Regions from separate parts of the Sus scrofa genome. Here region 1 is linked to region 2. A link is a contact called in public Hi-C data. All regions are on one chromosome and are shown on one strand. Each heading gives the region's core, a stretch centred on a gene start, on an enhancer-like site or on the middle of the called end of the contact. The rest is flanking DNA. Distances are from core to core; before and after follow the strand shown. Region 1 has its middle 12 kb from the start of NQO2. Region 2 holds the start of SERPINB1 (leukocyte elastase inhibitor).

Evidence for each region. Hi-C and Micro-C count contacts between places; a contact is called where the count stands out from the background.
Region 1: a Hi-C map of skeletal muscle shows a contact between it and region 2, with 9 times the contacts expected there. The contact joins the enhancer-like site here to the promoter of SERPINB1 in region 2. A contact is called at or near these places in 2 of 5 promoter capture datasets (fetal skeletal muscle and liver), 31 of 47 Hi-C or Micro-C datasets (adipose tissue, alveolar macrophages, blood and 15 more) and 2 of 2 datasets of contacts at active chromatin or transcription factors (alveolar macrophages and skeletal muscle).

What each region holds. Positions count from the first base shown.
Region 1 is chr7:1,776,629-1,784,296 of Sscrofa11.1, reverse strand. No RefSeq gene overlaps it. Among named protein-coding and RNA genes, the nearest start is that of NQO2, 12 kb to the left of the region's middle. Within about 2 kb of position 3,941, at least 38 of the 83 cell types and tissues checked have an H3K27ac peak or open chromatin away from gene starts, as enhancers often do. A contact at or near this core is called in adipose tissue, fetal skeletal muscle, mesenteric adipose tissue and 4 more, where this site is marked.
Region 2 is chr7:1,691,618-1,698,921 of Sscrofa11.1, reverse strand. It overlaps SERPINB1 (leukocyte elastase inhibitor), which reads left to right and starts at 5,609. Exons shown (of 7, transcript XM_003482119.4): 1 at 5,609-5,715; 2 at 6,729-6,903. The coding sequence starts at 6,736.

The DNA of each region.
Region 1 (7,668 bases), core at 2,692-5,191, 87 kb before region 2:
GTGGCCCTAAAAAAAGACCAAAAAAAAAACAAACAAAAACAAAAAAAAAAAAAAAACTCTGTTGCCCCAGGGCCCCATCAGGACTGCTCCGGTCAAACTGAAGTAGGAGATTTAACTAAGAGACAAAACCCCCTTTGTCTGGAAAAGCAGCTGCGAGCCTTTTCAGCTATGCTGGCCTCACACCATCCTTCTTGTAATTGTGTAGCAACTACGTGCCCTATGTCCAAGCCAGCAGCCCTGCTGACCGTGCTCCAAGCATTGCCTATCAGCTTCACTTCCGTCACCTTAATGCTCAGTTTCTTAGGCAGGAGCACTGTCTGCTCGGGGAAGGGCGAGGTCCGGGCTGCTCACACGGAAAACCGAGAGCCTGTAATGTATAAACGTTGCAGAGAACAAAGGCCTGGTGCTCAGACTCTGGAGGTGGCTCCTCTGAGCCCGCACCAGTGTGGAATAAACCTCACTCTCCCGCATCTCCGAGGGCCCTTTGTCTCCTTCCGCTGCCACGGTTTCTGCAGTTTCTGCACCCAAACCGCCAGGTCTACCTGGGGCCTCAGGGCAGGGCTCCCAGAGTCAGCCGTAGGCCCACCCCAGACAACAGGTACTGCTTCATCTTGCTCTTCGTTGCATTTTGAAATGCCACTGAAATCCAAGTGGTTCCAGGCCAGACTAGAAAGTGAGCTCCTCCAGGGCCACGACCATCGAACCCACGTCCTCAGGGACACCGGTCAGATTCGTTTCCACTGCGCCACAAGGGGAACTCCTACAAAGTGCAAATTTTATTTTAGCCATTGGATTCAAGGCCGAAAGTAACAACAAATACTTATCAAGCTAGAAATAAGCCGGGTTGCTTTGCTTCACTCTTGCGCTCTTGACAAAAGAATCCTTTTTCGGTGTAGATTTTCCCCTAAGTCAGAAAATGACCTCATTTCTTGTATTTTACTAGTTGTTTCTGATTGTTACTCTTCAGAAGGCAGATGACTCGCTCAGCTCTGTTCTGTCCTTTAAACACAGCCTTCCTCCAGCTTCCCTGCAGCTCTAGCTGGCGCGCCCTCACTCATCACGGCAGAGTTTCTCCAAAGACGCCCGCAGACAGCTGCCTCCGCCTGGCCTTGTCGGCCTGAATCCCATTCTCCTTGGTGTCTGTCCCACTGTCACTGAGGTAACTCTGGATCGGGGGTGACAAGGGGCCTCTTTCAATTCTAACCCCCCACCTGTTCCAGCGCCAGCAGCCGAGGCCCAGACCTCGGTGCCCGTCGTCCAGCTCTTCCTCTTCTCCGTCTTCCTGGCTGGGTGCTTTTTTCTTTTCCTTCTTTTCAAATGCCGGTTGGTGTGGCCTTAGCTTCTGTCCTCAGACCACCCCAAACAGGTGCGGCCAGGCCAGTGCACCCTCGTCCAGCACCCAGCACCTACATCTCACACCTGTCTCCTAAACATTGTCACCTAATGTCTCACCAGCCCCACGAGCCCCTCCGGACTCAGACCCGTCTTCACTGGACCCCAGGACCTGACCGTCCCTCCCCCCGTATTCCCTTTTGGTTAATTATCCCACCGTGTATACTAACGGTTACCTGGAACTCCCTTCTTGTCCTGGTCCCCCAATCCCCCTGGTCGCTATACCCTGCCTCCTACTTAGCTCCTGGCATCACCAGCATCACTGCTGCCACTGCTTGGGTTTAGGCGCACCTGCCTGTGCTCTAGTCCCTGAAGCCAACTCCTATCTGTCCCCCCCACCCCCGCCCCGCTTCTGCAGCCAATCCATCCTAAGTGCCAACTTTCTAACTCGAAAGGGAAAAAGGGGAAGAGGGAAGGAAGTGATTGAATGAATCCTGTTACTTACCCAGTTAGAATGGCTCCCCCTTTTGTGCCCAATAGATAAAACACAAATTCCCCAGAACCACCTGAAGGTTCTTTCCAGCCCTGCCCCGCCAGACCCAGTGAACGCGACCCTGCCTGCTCCAGCCGCTCCAGCCCACACCCCCGCCGCCCCCAGCTTAGAGCCAGGAGCCCTTTCACACGCAGTGACTCTGCCTACTTGGCTCTTTCTGGACCTTGGACTCCTCCCTCAAGACCCCACTCAACTCACAGTCCCTGAATTCATCCCAGCCCCACGGTGCCCGCTCCATCCTGTTCCCAACTCGCTGCGTATGTGCCTGGCAGAACCGCCACCCACTACGGTGAGGCACAGTCTCCTTCGCATCCACCTGAACGGCTCGAAGAGGAAGGACCGTGTTTTACTCCGTTTTCTCAACAACTCTGTGACCTGACGCACCTCTCAGTACAGTACATGTCTGCTCCACGAAGTTTGGGGTTTTCCGGTTCTACCACCCAGTGGGGTTTCAAAGGTATGAGAGACGCTTACAAAGTCCAAGCATCTGAATGTGAAAGGTGGTTTCTGGTTTAAAAAAAAAAAAAAAGAAAGTCGGACGTTCCTGTTGTGGCTCAGCAATAACAAGCCTGACTAGGATCCATGAAGATGTGGGTTGGATCCCTGGCCTCGTTCAGGGGGTTAAGGATCTGGCATTGCCAGGAGCTGTGGTGTAGGTCACAGACACGGCTCGGATCTGGCGTGGCTGTGACTGTGGTGTAGGCCAGTAGCTGCAGCTCCAACTGGACCCCTAGCCTGGGAACCTCCATGTGCCACGGGTGCAGCCATAAAAAGAAAACAAAAAAAGTCTCTTTCTCATTTCAAAACAGTGCGATAGGGAAGCGTCAAGTAGGGCAGGAGAGCACCGCCTGGTTGCATCTCTTCGTCCTTCACCCTCCTCGGGAATTATCTTCATCGAGGTCACGCAGGCAGCGAATCCAAGCCAGAGCTTCCCAAGAACTCGGGGAAGGAGAGAGGTACGTCCGTGTCAGGTCCGTACTGAAGGCTGTGGGTGTGTGGCTGTCCTTCCCTCAGAGCTGGGGGAGCTCAGGGTCCCTCCTACGCTGTCCTTAAAGAGAAGACGTGGAGAAACCCGGGGTCCGCCCCTTGGCTGTGCACACGTAGCCGAGGAGACGAGAAGAGGAGCTGTCAGCAGCTCCTTAAATACTGGCATTTTCTGGGGTAGAAATAATGCAGAGCTCAGACCTTCCTCCCCGGAGGGAAAAAAGGGTGTTCCCCCCCCTTCCCAGGAAGGGTATGTGGCCCTGTATCCACCCACCACCTGCAGGCTCATCATTCTGCCCACATTGGGCAGAGTCTTACTTTCAACTGGCTTCTTGGGTGGCCTGTCACTGGCCCAAGGCAAGGTTACATGCATTTTGGCCTCAGCAGGGTCCAACTCTCTGTTCCTAGACTCCTAACCTGTGGGCTGCTGCTCGCCTGATCTTTCCAAAGGGACCCACGACCCGGACGTGACTCTCAAGTGAATCCCTGGGAGTGGCTGCTGCGGTTTCTTTGGAAGAACTGTTGGGCCATCCGGTATGAAGCGCTGAGGTCCTGCAGCTTGCTCACAGGGAAGGTGCCACGTCATCTGGACAACTTCTGCTGTTTGCAGGAAACACTGCCATGTTCACTGTCTCCAAGGAAACCAAACAGATGTGGATCGTTGCCCCGGAACTCATTTCGGGTCCTGCATCCAAGCCCAGGACCAGTCTCGGAGCGTCACACTACAGACTGTGATAAACACTCGCTTAATTAGCTTGAGTTAGTAAGCAGCTGACGTATTCCCGGACAGTTTAACCCATTAGGATAAAGTTCTGTTACTCATCTAATTTCCTGGTTGCTGATTTAGAAGTAGCCTTTGGCAGCTCGTACACTGTGATCTGATGTTTTACAAGTAAACGTGGCTAAATCAATCCAAGTCCATCGCTGCCATGGGCATGAGGCAGAAATAGTCTTCCGATGCTGTGAGCCAGTCGGGCCATACAACACTGAAAAATGCACAGAGTGCAGCTACGTTCACGGCCCAGACGTCACAGAGAGGGGCTGGCATTAGGAGAGCAGCCCTTCCCGCTGTTGTGCTGGAGCTGCAATGTCAGCAGGACAGAAGACACGTGCTCGGTGAGCTGTGTGGCTGCTGCCTTTCACGCTGGTTCCGGGTGAGATGCTGCCTGTGCTCCATCATCAAAACTGACTTGCGTCACATGGGTTGGATATGGGTTGCAATGTGCCTTTTGAGTGTGTTTTTTACCAATATATTATTTCCAACATTTGAAAGGACTATTTTCAAAAATAAAATACTACGAAAGAAAATATCTGCCTGTAACAATCTCAGATTCATAAACCCGATGAACTGCGTGTGGAACCACGGCCAAGAGTCTTTGTTCATCTCGGGTTTAAGCTGCCTACTGAAACATCAGACCGTTCCAGCAACACCCAAAAGGCGCTGTTTCTGTTTCTTGTGCATGGACTGCTGAATTCCTCTGACACTGAAATCAAAGGAACCAGTCTCCTTATCTGGGGTCATGTGGGGCAAGAAAATGCCATTCTCTTGCTGAGTGAGGCCAGATGTTGTCAGGTTAGCGTCAGGGGCCAGTTAGCAGGACTGGACAGAAAAGGCATCCTCTGGAGTCACTTTTGTTGACATCATTGCTGTATCTGAAGTGAGTTTTCTAAACATCGGACTCGAATGAATCACCTGGTATTACTGAGCAACAGCTGTACGTGTCCTTCCGCCAGTGGGCAGGGGTACTCTTCATTCACCAATGACCACCCCCCAACTCAGCTGCCACAACAACTGCCCTAGGTCATTCTGGGAGCGAAAGGCCCAACACTGCAAAGCCTGGAGGAAACCAGGTGCAGGTGAGACCCAGGGTTTCACCGCTTCACCTCGCTGGCCTTTCCATCCTCGCTGTGGTCTGTGGTCTGGAGAGAGTGGCACTGTCCAACAGGGAGCTGATGCCAGTATATCTAGTGGCTGAACAGCAGCAATGAGGAAGAGAGGATAAAACACAGAAGAGCTCTGAGTAGTGGTGCAATGGTAACACTTAGATCTTCAGCCACGCGGCTCTGCAGACCGGGTTGCCAGGGGTCTTTATCAAAGACTGCCAGTAACCTCTTCCCACCTGTAAATCCGTGGCTAAATGGTGGGGGGATCCTGCAAGCATTTCCAGTGATACCACATCACGCTGGTATTTCATGCTTAGTTAGAGACAGTTGAAACCCAGGCCTTTGTCACGTGAACTGTGATCAGAGTAGTTTCAGCTGTGTACTCATACCATTTATTTTGCTATATCTGATTTTGGGGTCTGATGTGGGATTTGATTCTGTTTTTCATTATAAGCCTCTTAGGGTATTAAGTTTCGAAAATGTGACAAACACACGCTTAACAACTTTATGCTAAGAGAAATCTTTCTAGAAAGGAGGGTGCTGAGTCTAGACTTATTAGCCTACGTAATTTGGAAAACAGTTCTCCCACCCAGTTTGAATCCAGGCAAGATGGCAGCGAATACTGGCCGAGAGAACCCCCGCCTAGGTCTCCCTGCCAAGCGACCCTAGCTTGAGAAAAAGCAAATGAGGTTAGGAATGACCTGTTCTTTTGCGGAACCAGGCTGGCTTCCTGGGCGCACCTTTTTATTTTGGAGATATTAAAGTACTAAAAGGTAGGTAGGATAAGAAATTTACCCTATTGGAGGTGATGCAATCGAACAAGAGAAAATGATCAGAGACATGAAAACTGGGGGAAGAAATACAACAATCTCTATTTGCAGGTGATAAAATATAGCTGTAGGACTCAGGGACTCAAAAGAATCAATGGGGAAAAAAACCCTAATACAAACAGTAAGAAAATTCATAAGGGCACTAGGTTAAAAGTTACCACATAAAAACAATCTTCTGACAGACAAGGAGAAGCCGGTAGGAAAACACAAGGGAAGAAAAGTGCTTGCTCGCAATATCGACGGAAAGATGAAATAACCAGGAATACATTCAACAAGAGAGGGGCAAACCTTCCCTGAAGAAAACTTTTAAAGTACTCCTGAAAAAGAGAAAAAACCTATTTGTGCGAACAGAAAGATCCTGCAGGTTCTTGGCTGGGGAGAGGATTAAGAAGTCCTTCGACCTCTCCAGGTTCTTGGGCTGGTCTAACAGTTGAATTGGCTTTAGACGGATTAACAGGAGAAAAACACATTTAGATTCCTATGTGTGGGAGTCCCCTGAAGCTGTAAGACCCAAAGGCGATCGGGCCATCGAGGCTCCTGTGTCACCCTGAGCGGAGGAATGGGGTGGGGCCGGGGCTTCTCACGGGGGGAGGGCCATCCCAAGGACGTAGGAGAGCAGACCTTTGGTTTGCCCTGCCCTGCAGGTAAGTCTTTCAGGTACAAAGTTATCTCCGGTAATAAACGGCTCTCTTTCTAGGCCAGGTCCCTGCATCTTTTAGTCAATATCTTTTAGGCAAATAAAGGGGAGGTCAAAGTTTTCCTGAGTCTGCCAGGTCTTGATTGCCTTCTGCTCACAATAACCCACATGCCAAAGGGGCACATTCTCGGGTGGCATATTCTGCTCCCCTTCAGACAGCACAACTAAATCAGTGCAATATGAACTCAACACAAGCTAAATTCAGTATGGTTCTAACAAATATGTGAGTACTTTTTTTTTGGAGAGTCAGACAAGTTGACTTTTTAGTTTTTATGGGAAAATAAAAGAAGCAAGGACAGTCAGGAAAACCCTGAAACAAAGGAGCAATGAAGGGTACGCGCTGTCCCAGGCGTACCTGCATCAGGAAAGCTCTATATTTTAGAGTGACTGACCAGCTGAAGCAGGCCAGAGTGCCTGCAGCTGTTTGGTATATAATAAAGTGGCCTGTCAAATTATCAGTAAAAATACGGATTTTTTTAAAAAAAAGGAGTTGGAACAACTGGAAAGGCATCTGAAAGAATTAAAATTGGATCTACATTTCCTATACACCAGGACAAACCCTAAATGGATCAGCTGTAGTAAAAAACAAAACAAAACAAAAACAAAACCCAAACTCCAAAAAACCACATAACTAGTGGAAGAAAACCCTGGTGAACTGCACAATCGGGAGAAAGACTTCCTAACTATGATCCAAAAATCTATACGCCGTAAAGGAAAAATAATCAAATTAGACTGCAATAAAAAATATATGCCAAAATCATCAGAAGCACTATCAGAAGACAGCTGAGAGGCTGGGTAAAAATATTTGTGACTTGTGCTACGAAGACTAATCATGCTAATACATAAAGAGCAGGTAAGAACCAAGGAAAAGGGAGTTCCCGTCGTGGTGCAGTGGTTAAGGAATCCGACTAGGAACCATGAGGTTGCAGGTTCGGTCCCTGCCCTTGCTCCGTGGGTTAAGGACCCGGCATTGCCGTGACATGTGGTGTAGGCTGCAGACGCGGCTCGGATCCCGCGTTGCTGTGGCTGTGGTGTAGGCTGGCGGCTACAGCTCTGATTCGACCCCTAGCCTGGGAAACTCCACAAGCCGCGGGAGCGGCCCTAGAAGAAACAAACAAAAAGAACCAAGGAGAAGGAAGTTCCCATTGGGGCGCAGCCTAAATGAATCCGACTAACATGCAAGAGGATGTGGGTTCTATCCGTCGCCTCGCTCAGCTGGTGGGGGATCCGGCGGCGTGGCCAGGAGCTGTGGCGTAGGTCGCATACGTGGCTCAGACCCAGTGTTGCTGTGGCTGTGATGCCGGCCGACAGCTGTAGCTCCAATTCCACCCCTAGCCTGCGAACCTACATATGCCGCAGGTGCGGTCCTAAAAAACAAAAACAAACAA
Region 2 (7,304 bases), core at 4,360-6,859:
CACCCATGGCATGCAGAAGTTCCTAGGCCAGGGATCAAACCCACGCCACAGCCGTGATGCCAGATCCTTCACCACTCGGCCACCAGGGAACTCCCAATTTCATTCTTTGTAAAGGCTGCGTAATGTTCCATTGTGTCTATGTACCGTATCTTCTTTATCTGTTCATCTGTCAGTGGCCACTTAGGTTGTTTCTAGGTTTTGGTGACTGTAAATAGTGCTGCTGTGAACATGGGGTATGTGTATCTTTTCTAATTCCAGTCTCCTCTGGACGTAGGCTCAGGAGCGGGATTGCTGGATTATATTGTTCCATTATTTAACAGAATATAACAGGACTAAAAGAAATTCCGAGAAGTTATTTTATCTGTTTCTTTGGCCACAGACACTGAAGCTGCTCAGGCTATGGGAATATAACTGACTTAGGATTTCCTGGGGCAGTGGGTATTGAATCACTTTGCAACCAGAGCCCAGGGTCCAAAGTTACTCACTGTCATGAAATTACTATGTCTCACCTAAAACTCTCAGACCGTACAGAGCAAAAAAATAGTATTGTAAAGTGATTCTGACTCATTTTTCTTGTTGTAACAAGTTAATAAGGGAGTGTATATACGTATGACTGGGTGGCTTTGCTGTAGAGCAGAAAGTGGCACAACATCATAAATCAACAATATACTAAGGAGTTCCCGTCATGGCGCAGTGGAAATGAATCCAACCAGGAACCATGAGGTTTTGGGTTTGATCCCTAGTCTTGCTCAGCGAGTTAAGGATCCGGCTTTGCCTGGAGCTGTGGTGTAGGTCGCAGACGTGGCTCAGATCTGGCGTTGCTGTGGCTCTGGTGAGGCCAGCAGCTATAGCTCCGATGTGATCCAGCTTGGGAACCTCCATATGCCGTGGGTTCGGCCCTAAAAGGACAAAAGAAAAAAAAGACTCCCCAAAATGCTAATAAAAAATTAAAGAAAAAACAAGTTAAAAATAAATTATTCTAAATTAAACAGTTATTTAAATACATTATCAGGTTTTTTCTATATTTCTAACTGTAGTAAATGCAGCTCTTAGTATACAAAAATGACTTTTGGAGTTCCCCTTGTGGCCCAGAGGAAATGAATCTGACTAGTAACCATGAGGTTGAGGGTTCAATCCCTGGCCTTGTTTAGCTGGTTAAGGATCTGGCATTGCCATGAGCTGTAGTGTAGGTCACAGACATGGCTTGGATCCTTTGTTGCTGTGGCTGTGGTGTAGGCTGGCAGCTATAGCTCCGATTCAACCCCTAGCCTGGGAACCTCCATGGGCCGTGGGTGTGGCCCTAAAAAGCAAAAAAAAAAAAAAAAAAAAAAAAAAAAAAAAAAAAAAAAAATTACTTTTTAAGTTTAAAATGTTTCCATGCTCATGGACTATTGTAAGTTTTGCTTTTGTTTGAAGATTATCTAAAACAAAGTATCTTATTATCTGGAGAGCTCATGGAAATAACATGCTCATAATTATCCTAATATATTTTCAAACCACTGTGAGACTATAATTCCACCAAGCTTCAATTTGATCAAAAGTATAAAAATTCACTTATTTAATTTTTCTTTTTTTTCTTTTTGGGCCTACACCACAGCCACAGCAACACAGGATCTGAGCTGCATCTGTGACCTACCCTGCAGCTTGTGCCAACGCCAGATCCTTAAGTCACTGAATGAGGCCAGGCATCCTCATCAACACTATGTCAGGTTCTTAACCCACTGAGCCACAATGGGAACTCCTCTTTTTTTGGCCACACCTGCAGCCTATGGACGTTCCTGGGCCAGGGATCAAGCTGCACCTATGACCTTCAGCTGTAGCAATGCTGGATCCTTAACCCGCTGGGCCACAGAAGGAACTCATTTTTTTTTTTTTTTCTATCTTTTTAGGGTCACACCTATGGCATAGGGATCGAATCGGAGGGGCTAGGGGTCGAATTGGAGCTGTAGCAGCTGGCCTACACCGCAGCCCATGGCAATGCTGGATTCTTAACCCACTACATGAGGCCAGGGATCAAACCTGTGTCTTCATGGAGACTAGTCAGATTTGTTTCGGCTGAGCCATGATGGGAACTCCCACTTATTGAATTTTTTTTTTTTTTTTTTGGTCTTTTTGCTATTTCTTGGGCCACTCCCGCGGCATATGGAGGTTCCCAGGCTAGGGGTCGAATCTGAGCTGTAGCCGCCGGCCTACACCACAGGCACAGCAATGCAGGATCCGAGCCGCGTCTGCAACCTACACCACCTCTCACAGCAACGCCGGATCGTTAACCCACTGAGAAAGGGCAGGGACCGAACCCGCAACCTCATGGTTCCTAGTCGGATTCGTTAACCACTGAGCCATGATGGGAACTCTCCCTTATTGAATTTCTTAAGCGGAATTGGAAAACAAGACAAGCTGCCAGGACAACACGGAGGGCAGGGTGCAGGGTTGGTGGTGCCCTCCCTGAAGGGAGGGAGTGATGAGAAGGCGCTTTTAGGACCTCAGGCTGGAAGAAAGGGGTGCGCACTGTGTGTTCCGAGGAGAGGGGGGGGCTCCTTTCAGCCCAAGACTGGCTGGTGATGCGGGCGGGCCGTGTTCTATTTGGAATCCAACTCACCTTCGATGGCTGTGTCCTGATAACACCTTCTTCTCATCAGTTCACCTTGTTCAGAGCATCTGAGCTTCACTTTTCCCAGTTCCTTTTCTAGAAAGTCTGTTTCACTCTGGAGCGAAGAGCGGGGGCGCTCGGCTTGTCACGTGGTGACTTGGTGTTTCAGGTGACTCTGACTCGGGCTGGCAGTTTTTTAAGACGGGTCTGGGTCTTCCGACTCTCATAAGAACGCCAGATTCGTTCGCGTGCTCAGTGAACACGGTAAGCGCGTGGCAAGCTTGTCCCACCTTCACCTTGTTTCATCCAACTAGAAACTTCTGAACAAAATCAAGAGAACTGTAAAATGTTGGCTACCACTGCCTAGAACTCGCAGCCCCGGTGGACGCTCAGAGGACAGGGCTGGTCCTCACGTCCTCAGGCCGCCCTGCCAAGGCTGGCCAGGCCCTCAGGACCGGCCTCATCCCCCTTCCGGCACGCGGGAATGCGTTAGCACAAAATCATGTCCAGAAATGACAGGTTTTCAGCCCCGCAGATGTCCCCTCCCCCACCGTGCCGTCCCACCCACAACCCATGTGTTAAAACGAACACAGGACTAGTTCTAATCAGGCCGCCGTGGCCGTGGATATAGGAGGCACGCGATGCCACGCGACGTCCTGTGGGAGCTGGGAAGTGCCCAGCTGGGCCAGCAGTGGGAGGAAAGGGCAGAGGTGGCGGCCCAGAGCCTCTCCTGGGGTTCTTGCAGGTCATGGAGGAGGGCAGGGCAGGTGCACAGGGAAACTTAGGACTGGAGAGTTGGGGCCTGTCCCTGGGCTGGGGCTCTCCGCCGGGTTCCAGTTGCCTGGTGGAGGTGCTGGGGTGGGTGTGATGAAGGAGCGGGTTGAGAATGCCCATTAGCTGGTGGGTTTGTGTGTCAAAGGAACCCTTGCGGGAGAGTCATTCTCCGTCTCTGGGAACTGGGCCCAGATGCCAGAGCGTCAAGAAAACAGAAAAGAGGAAGATGCAGTCTGTGCAACCCCCCTTGGTCCAGGAAGCGTCCCTTCCCTCCTGACCGCTGGACCACAGCTTGCTCCGGCCTGTTTCCAACCTCTGTGTCACCAGAACCTCCGGTCCACACCCTGCGTGCCCGTCCTTCCTCTGCAGTGTGCTCGGGAGATGCCCGCTGCGGTCTGTGCGTTTCCCCTGCTGTTCTGTGGTCCGATTTCTCCATCGTCTGCTGGGGGCTGATGCATGTCCCGCTGTGATGAGCGAGCTTGTGCCTGCCCCCCGGGGCCCCGGCCTCACGGCGTTCTGTCCCGGGTCTGTTGGGTCTGTCGCGGGGCGAGGTCACTGATCTAGCCAGGGTATGATGCCTGCGAGCCGAGCAGACACACCAAACACTGCACCGAACCGCGGGTACCATCACGCGTGTCCGAGACTCTGTGTGACCTCGGGCAGGGGTCCATTCCATGGAGGCCCCGAGCACGAGGCCCCAAGCCCCCTGCCTCTGCCTTACACAGGACATGGACGGACTGATGACAGGTGTGTGATGTCCATTCTGTCTGAACCTTATATGGGATATGTATTGACTTAGGAAGTGGTTTCATTTCATATTTGACCCAGATTTTACTAACTCCACGGGAGCACATACAGAATGTCAGGGGAAGAAAAGAAAATTTAGAACCCATTTTTCCTCCGTTTTTTGTGTCTCGGATTTTAACGACTCTTCGGCGCAGCCTCTTAACGTCCTCACAGCCGCCTCTTGCTAGAAGCGGACGAGGGGGCTCTAGTTCTGCAAGAAATGATGGGCAGGTGACCGACTTTATCAAACCACTCAACATGACTGCAGCTGGTTTTCAGCAGACGTCGGTTTCTTTATTCCAACCAGTTGTAAGACACCCTACACTCTTAGCTGTTACCTTCTTGCTGCTTTTTTAAAAACTATGGAGAGTATGTTTATCTGTCATTACTAATCTTCTCTGCTCCTTTTCTTATAAACAAAGTCTCGGAGTCAAAAAAACCACAAACCCATTTACACTATATTATCCATACTAACTAAAAAATAGGATTTTTCCTTCGTCCCCCTTGCATGTTGAGATTTGTATGAAAGCAGGGAAGAAGTGTCAAGATGGCAGAATCGTTTCATACCCTCAAGTACTATACATTTTGGTGAAATTACACACCCAGGCATTTAAAGGACAAACAAATAAACAAGAAACTTCACAGAAAGTTACTGCTTTCATTATTCAACTACAGTCATTCTAGTTTTAGCATTTTAACATTACGCTGGACAGCTTATGTTTTCGTATAATGGGTAAGAAATCCTTTATTCATGGAGACGGTGTTGTCGTGGTGTGTGGTGTGCACACTGACCCAGCCTGGCAAAGTCGTCACTTGCCAGGGGAGTTCCGGGCTGAGCTTGGTACCTGAGAGACAGTGACATCAAGGATGTGGTTTGGAACTGAGTCTGCTTTCTGTGGTTTTTGTCTTTTTGCTTTTTCTAGGGCCGCACCCGCGGCATAGGGAGGTTCCCAGGCTAGGGGTCTAATCGGAGCTGTAGCTGCCAGCCTACGCCAGAGCCACAGCAATGCGGGATCCGAGCTGTGTCTGCAACCTGCACCACAGCTCACAGCAACGCCGGATCCTCAACCCACTGAACAAGGGCGGGGATCGAACCCGAAACCTCATGGTTCCTAGTCGGATTCGTCAACCACAGAGCCATGACGGGAACTCCAGAACTGATTCTGTTTTATCACCTCCCCCCAATAATCCGAGCGTTTGGAGTGCATAGATAAGATTCAAAAGATTCCTCTAAGTGGTGACACATTATGCCACCTCTGTCATTCACACCTTGGTAAGAAATGGCCCATCAGAGCATTGGCAGAGATCTGAGTTTGCCTGGAACTCAGAGAAGTGCTGATCCCCTGAGAGCGCTGCGTGGAGGCCTGCCCAGCCCGAGACGCCCAGCGCGATGTGCCAGAGCCGTGTGCCCAGCCCAGCCCAGCCCAGCGGGACTGCTGGGAAGGAAGCCCCCGGGCGGGGCCGCCCCGCCCACCCGCAGGGGCCACGCCCTCCCTCCTGCCGCTATAAAGTCCGCGCGCCGCGCTCTCCAGCACCTCGCATCCCGCCCGGGCGGCTGAGCTGCGGTAAGGCCCGCGGGCGGCGCGGGAGGTGGGGCGGGCGGGGAGGTCGGCGCGGTCGATCCGAGAGCGCCCGCGGGGCCCCCGGCCCCGTGGCCACTCCGGCCCGGGGCTCCCGCGCCGCAACCGGGGCCCAAGGCCGGGCGGCCTGCAGGGACGAAGGTCGCTCCCTGGCGGCCCGAAGGCGGAACCGAAACTGGAGTTTTCTCTCCCTACTTCCCGGAGTTTTTTTGTGGCAGTTTTCACGCAGCCCGCTTCTCCTTTCTTGGCTCGAGGTGGGGCAGGGAGGCCAGTGCGATCCCGGATGTTCCTCAGCAACAGCAGTAATTCATCCTATTACCTACACGCTGAGCGTCTCCCCCGTGTATTCGGGGGAAACTGGGCTCTGAGCGCAGAGCTCAGGTGGGGAAGTTGGGTCAGGCTGGCCGAGCGGAGACCAAGGGCAGGGCTTCAGCTGCGGGGTCCCAGCTGCCTGCGGCTGTGACAGGACACCTGTCACCTTCTGCTTGCCCCGCCGCCCAGCCTAACTTGGGGCCTGGGTTGGGTTTTCAACTCTCGCAGCCTGTAACCCCTCAAACATTAGCAAGTGAATCTCAAAATGAGGGCCATTGTTCCTCCTTTGCTGGAATGTGCTTTAAAGAGCAGCAGGCAGCTATGATTTTCTAATAGCAACAGCCTCTTTCAGATAAATGTGGGCAATGGATTCATGGCTCAAGTGAATCAGAGGCTTGAAGGGAAGGGTGGGAGGTATGTGCCCCCCCCATGTCGCAGGGGAGCCCTCCCAGGCACCTGGGCCCTTGAGGCCACAGGTCTTGACCCCGTGTCACTGCCGAATCCTTGGCCGGCCGCCCCCACCTTGCACTTTGGGGCACGTGGAGGGTTTTTGCCCTCCTGGGACAAGAAGAGAGCAGAAGCCCCGGGTGTCTCAGGGTGGCTGGCCAGGCTGAGGAGGAGGTGGGGAAGTGACACTGCTGGCGCGGGTGTGGCAGCCAGCAGCTCTGGGCTCTTCTGTGCTGCAGCTTCGCCATGGAGCAGCTGAGCGCGGCCAACACCCGCTTCGCCTTGGACCTGTTCCGCGCCCTGAATGAGAGCAATCCTGCTGGGAACATCTTCATCTCCCCCTTCAGCATTTCGTCAGCACTGGCCATGATCCTTCTGGGGACCAGAGGCAACACGGAGGCCCAGATGTCCAAGGTCAGCAAAACCAGCAGCGATAGCCCAGTGCCACTGCTGAGTCCTACCACAGGCTGAACCGGAAAGCCGTGCTTTTGAGCTCGGGCAGCGCGTTTGTGGAACTGGGCTTCTGTGCTCAGCGTTGTGCATTGTGTGATACATTACATTTCATGAGGCCAGACTTTAGGAAAAGCCCCAGGGACGATACACTCAGATGCAGGCTGTCATTTACCGATCCGGTCTTTTCCGAGCACCCACCACCTGCCAGGTGCTGTTTTGTGTTTTTGTGTTGGGTTTCTTTTTTCTTTTTTTGTCTTTTTGCCTTTTCTAGGGCTGCTCCTGTGGCATATGGAGGTTCCCAGGCTAGGGGTTGAATCGGAGCTGTAGCCGCCAGCCTACACCACAGCCACAGCAATGCGGGA